Regions from separate parts of the Danio rerio genome. Here region 2 is linked to region 1. A link is a contact called in public Micro-C data. All regions are on one chromosome and are shown on one strand. Each heading gives the region's core, a stretch centred on a gene start, on an enhancer-like site or on the middle of the called end of the contact. The rest is flanking DNA. Distances are from core to core; before and after follow the strand shown.

Evidence for each region. Hi-C and Micro-C count contacts between places; a contact is called where the count stands out from the background.
Region 2: a contact with region 1 is called in a Micro-C map of caudal fin, with 15 times the contacts expected there. The contact joins the promoter of ptpn23b here to the promoter of cpne4b in region 1. A contact is called at or near these places in 5 of 18 Hi-C or Micro-C datasets (caudal fin, embryo, hematopoietic stem cells and 1 more) and 3 of 4 datasets of contacts at active chromatin or transcription factors (caudal fin, embryo and gastrula embryo).

The regions. Positions count from the first base shown.
Region 1 is chr19:21,285,029-21,288,212 of GRCz12tu, forward strand. It overlaps cpne4b (copine IVb), which reads left to right and starts at 1,723. Exons shown (of 16, transcript XM_003200571.7): 1 at 1,723-1,930.
Region 2 is chr19:21,497,678-21,500,863 of GRCz12tu, forward strand. ptpn23b (protein tyrosine phosphatase, non-receptor type 23, b) reads left to right here and starts at 1,923. Exons shown (of 20, transcript NM_001044928.1): 1 at 1,923-2,182. The coding sequence starts at 2,099.

The DNA of each region.
Region 1 (3,184 bases), core at 473-2,972:
GGTACACAAGGGTATACAGATATCTTTTGTAAACATAACTTAAAAGAATATGTTTAAAGAAACTCATAAACATTAATTATTAAGTTCCATACAAAACAACTGATAAAACAAAACTAAACATTTATGACATTTTAATAAACATATGGTAAACATTTTCTGAAAAATACATTTTCATTATTGATATCCACACCTTTTGTTTTTCCCCCTATGCACATGAGCTAGCAAAAGTACTGCATATGCAAAGTGTTCATGCAAACATTTTATTATTGTAAAACTAATCAACATTGTGCATTTCTCGTTACAATACTTTTGCATAATTCTATTTCCATTTTATAATAAAGTTAATTAAAATACTTTTAAGTGATTAGAAAAGGTATTGTGTGAAAACTGGCAAACAAATTGTTATATTGTACATGAGAGAATGTATTTCTGTAACATTTTTGTTAACAGTGTTGTGAAAAATGTTAAGCAAAAACATAAATCTTTAATTTCTGTGTGAAGTATGTTTTATTCTTTATTGTAAATTGAAAATGTGTATTTACACAAAAAACTTTTATTATGAACTGAAACCTTGTTTAAAAATGTATTTGATGTTTTATATTTACTGATAATAAATTACAAATTTTGGATATGACAAATTTGTTTCTTTGTCTTAAGGCACAATTCTGTTGCAAGGTAGAAAAAAATTACTAATGTTTTGCTTCTTACACTTTACATACCTGAAACTTGCCTACAGCACTTATTCATTGTTGCTCTTATAGTTGTGTAAATTGCTTCCTTGTCCTCATTTGTAAGTCGCTTTGGATAAAAACGTCTGCTAAATGACTAAATGTAAATGTAAGGTACTGCCCCAGTGACAAGGGTTTTCACCGTTTTTTTACAACATTGTAACATTTTTTTCTGAGAGTGTAATAAATGATAATAGGCTACACTTTTTTGTTTAAAAACAAATTTCTATTTTCTCCTAATGATATAAAATGTAATAAATTAGTATTTTTAAAACAAGTGTTGTATATTTTTTGTATATATTATTGTATTATTTCTTAATTCTAAATCTTCAGGAAATGCTTTTGGTACATCAAAAAGTGTGACCATGTGACAAGCTAATCCAGTAAAAAAGTGCTTAAAATGCAGTATTTACACCTCATAATTAAATAGAAAATGAGGCGAATAACTGCAAAAAGGTCCATTTTTTGAGTAAAAAGAACCACCTCTTTCGTCAGGCTGCCTACGGACCTATACCACAAATAGTAATTCTATTCTATTCTATTCTATTCTATTCTATTCTATTCTATTCTATTCTATTCTATTCTATTCTATTCTATTCTTGTCAAGTCTCCATGAACACATATCTTTTTGTGCCCGAAGGAGCATATTATATCGCTCAATAAATTTTTTTCTACAGCGCATCTGTACCAAAAACATATACCTATTTTGCGACATGTTGTACCAAACTAAAAAAATATTCACCAGACAACCACACACTCAACAATTCACAATCAGTTTACTCGTCCTACTGGATTTGTTTAAGGCCAGACCCCCAAAAATCAAATACAACCATTTACTCTCACTATATGCCTGTATGGGGATTAAATGTAATTTGCAGAACTAACCGCCAGAGTGCAGGGTTACACTGTATTTGCGCCATGTACTTCCTCTCCAGCGTTGACAGTAGGACTAAACAGTGAAGTTAAGTGGAGTGCGCGCGCGTGCCCTGCTCTTATGTGGAGAGAGGATCCTGCAGGTCGGACTATCCATCACCTTTAACGCTCAACCCGATGGAGCTGCATTTTTTTATGACGGCTGAAAATCTAAACATGGAATCAGATGGAAAATGAGTCCAGTGCGTAAACTGCACTCAACACAATCTTAAAACTGAGGAACTTTTTCTCGCATACCTTGGGATTTGTTCTTATACTTAAAACAGTGGGTAAGTTTTGTGCCTTTATAAACAATGTACCTCATAGTTTTGCATACACCCCAAAATATCTAAGTTTTAAGCATACATTTTATGTGAACATGCATAAATACTATCAGTGTTTTAAAGAGGGCGGTTGATTCTGTTTGAATCGAATTGTGTTTGTAGTAATTGTTCATCTATTGTAAGACCTTAGCTGTCAGTCAATTTTTCAACATGTCATTTGGTGTTTGTGGGTCATTAAAAGACAAATTGAGAAAGACTGTAAGACTAACAAATATGATTCGTACTAACATTATTGGAATTTACTTCGTTATATGATTGACATGTTTTTAAAATAAAAGTAATTCTGATTCATTTGTTAAGGTAAAAGCCAAATAGACTGATGTATGCCAAGAAAATAAACAGTAAATGGGCACTGAAAAGCTGAACATTTTGAAAATTGTAGTGCAAGTAGTTTTATTTTTTAGTATTATTATTTTTTCTTTTATTTATTTTGTTAGATGTCATGTTAGCTATATTTATGCCCTGAGAAACTTTTGCATGCAAGACAAAACTGAGGCAGTGCAGTGTGGTGTAGCCTAGGAGTCATGTGACGTGCATAAATGTGTAAATTGATTTAGTAAAATTGAGTAAAATGATGCTCTATCAAACATAAAAACTGTACGAATATTAATTTCTCAAAAATTAACCCAGTTTAACATTATCTCAATTTACAGTTTGAAACTAAATTTGAACACTGTATTATTTTCATTCAAGGAGGCATCTCTTCATTCTTTCTTCCACCATAGAACAGAACACTTTTGTCTATTTGACATGTACATGCATTGCATCAGCTGTATAGTATTTTTCAAAAAACTTACAGCAGAGTGGTACAAGCTTGTGGAGTGTTTGATTTAATGTATATTCACATAATATAAAGAGAATATCTGCATCTGTTGTCCAAACACTTTTATAGCTAGCACAAATTAACAGCATGAAAACTAGGCCAGCAGTCCACATGAGCCTATCCACTGTACTCCTGTGTGAGTGCTTGATTATTCATCATATTGCAGGAAACACCATGCTTTCCAGGATTATTTCAGTACATGCAATGCAAATACACATAGAAGTATAACTATGCGCACACAAACGTGAACACCTGCATAGTCATTTCACCTAATCTGTCCAGGTGCATTAAAGCACTGCATCAAAGTGGGACATGATTGCTTACAGTAAAATCTGCTGGGGGTTGCTCGCGATAGTTTTGTCCATCTTGCACTCCAT
Region 2 (3,186 bases), core at 673-3,172, 210 kb after region 1:
CAGATTAGCACCCCACCCCGCAGAAGAGAGAGGAAGGAGGCCTTGCATTCAGGAAAGACTGTGGGATGTTAAATAATCAATAGAGTGCCAGTGCTAGAAACAACTGGAAAACAAAGACTTGAAGTGAGATGTTCTCCTTCCAAACAAATCTTCGACATAATTCATTTTCCTGGGAAGCCTCAGTGAAAAACTTTTTAACTTGTTCAACAATTATTGTTTGTTATATTACTACATAATTAGATGTTATAACCGTCTGTCAATCCTAAATTCAATACACTCAAACAGACACATACAGTAGGTGACAATTTCTGCTTTAGTCTAAGTCTGCTCTAAGGGATTTTTAACAGGCTTTCTCTAACTGAAAATGATGTTTATAGAGCTTGATGTATATTTCATCACCATGAGTAGGCTATCTGCTTTCTGACTGTTTAAAACGCCAATTAATTAATCTTCTACCGTCTTCATATCTTACTGTACTCTTTCTAAAGAATAAGGTATTGTTTCTGGGCTAAGTTTATTTTTTTCAGCCTCCAACCTAAATGTCACACAAATATTAAAAATATTTTAATCGCGAGATTGTTACCAACTTCATAAATCGCTGTTATGACTTTTTAATTCGTCATAATCGAAACCCTGACAAAAACTAATACACTGCTGCCACCTAGAGCACATTATCATAGTGCATGTGTGTTTGAACATGAGAAAAGCGGGAAAAAAAAACATTAAGGAAGAGCAACATTTCTGCCAAATTAAGCATTTAACAGCGTTCATTTGGTGTTCAATAACTATAAATCAACATTAATGAAAATAAATATAACATTTGCTTTAATATATTTGTTTCCTTAAAATGGTGCATGCTGAAAATGTGACATTTAAAACTGCATTTAAAAGGCAAAATTTTATAAGTTATTTGTAACTTAAATTTACTTAATGAGTGAAAAAGTATCATGTTGTTATAGCATATATTATAGTATAGTATATATAGTATATATCACATAGTATATATAGTATCATAAATATTAAATAAATAATTATTATTATAATTTGTTTATTTTTAAATTAAGTAAAACAAGATTTAGGTTTCAGCTTCACTTGTACAAAAAAAGTTTTATGACATATATTCGAAGGCAGAATAATAACGTAAATAGATTTTTTCTTTCTTTTCTTTTTTCTTTTAAGAATTGCATTGGGTTTTAACAATACAATCATAATAACCATAACAATAGATGGCATCAAGTAAAATCATGAACAAGTAAAATGAATAATAATAATAATAATAATAACAAATAATAACATAAGATGATAAAAAACTATCAGGTAAACTATCAAATTAAATAATATTTACAAAATCCTTATAAATTTTCACAGTTTTAACACTTTTTTTGCTGTAAACATTTTAGACAATTAAAGTCAAATACAATTCTGCAACTTAGGTAATGATGAAGAAAACCTAAATTTATGAATAGAATTTTTACCCAATAAAATAAATAAATTGCCTCTAAATTCTGTTATTTTTGTCATAAGAAAAGTAGCAAATTAATTACGCATGGAAAAATCATTGTTAAACTCACATTTTGACGTAAAAAAGACGGATAAATCAGACCAAAATACCATAATATGTGGGCATTTAACATAAAAAGATCAATCGATTCGATACTTGAGTGACAGAAGACACAATTTGAATTAGGATTACCAAATTTAGAAACAATCTCGTTAGTGGGGTAGATATTGCGTAACACTACCTTTGTTTGGAATTTGTAAGGGAAGAGCTAGCTTTTTTCCAATTAATTTTATCTATTAGAGAATTCCAAAGAAATGCTTCCCTCTGAGTAATTATTTTCTTTGACAGAAACACATTTCTAATATTTTTATAATAACGTAAATAGCTCATTTAAGTTGTAAACGTTTGTTGACGTACTTCCGGTGACGTATTTGTTTTGAAGAAGAGTCAAAGGTGGGAGCGTCAGGCGGATCCGGGCGACAAGTTTTTTGATCAGATCGAAGCATAATTAGCTTCGTCTTTTGAGATTAAAAAAGTAGTTATACGAAACAGCTGAAAAGCGCTCTCTAGTTGGAAGAGTACTTTCGCAGAGGTATAATGGAGGCCGTTCCCAGGATGCCAATGATATGGCTGGAGCTTAAGGAAGCGGGGGACTTTGAGTTTAGTCCCACTGTCAGACAGGTGAGCCCATTTTTCAGGCTGTCGTACAACAGTGATCAGCTTTTTATGATTGTTACTGTTTCTGACTGACAGAAGTATGTCTAAAAGTGTTTTTGCGAAAGATTAATATGATGTAAGGTGACACTTTTAATTGATCACCAGTTAGAACTTTATTATGAAAGATTGTTGTCGCTTTTTATTCCATTTTCTTCATGTATGCCAAGCTTCCTTAGCACAATTTACATTTTAAAAAGCACTAAGTAATTAAAGATAACCTGGCTTTTTGAAACATATAGGAGTCTTTTTCAGTGCAAGTATTGCAAAACAGTTATTGCGCAGTTCTTTATACCGTTTTTTCTTTTTGGCAAGGAGCTGTATTTTTCTTTCAAGTGCAGAATTACTTTTAAATCTATTTAGCAGCAGTCATAAAGTGTAAATGGACATTGTCGTCATTAAACCAGCAAGCATATAGCATGTAACATGGCCATTTGAAAACCAAATGATCTTCTTCACATTTGCATTGACACCACACTACAAACTTTTAAAGACGTGTTCATGGACCCACGCATTTAACATATATTAAAATCAACATTTAACCATTTGATTGTTGTTAAAGTTTAGATTGTTATAAAATGTTTGTTTTCAGTGCATTGTTTCAAAATGTTATTATGTACAGAAGGTCAAATAATGAAAAATTAAACACGTCACCATTTTTCTCAGAAAATATAAAGCTGCTGTTGACTTGCAGTTTTCACCAGATGTCATTAACAAGTAAAATAATTGATACATACAAGAAAATAAACTAATAATTAGTATAGAAAATTAAGTTATTTCTAAACAAGTGCAGTGACACCAGAAAAAAGCAGTGAAACACATGAAGAAAGGGAGGTGTAAAAAGACATAGAAAGCGCAGACAGCAGCTGCAATTTCTCAGTAGCTAAAAAAGCAACCCTGCCTCTCGTCAGTGAAAATTAATTAATTAATTAGTTGCTTCAGTCCCAATACTAGGCATGTCATGATAAATG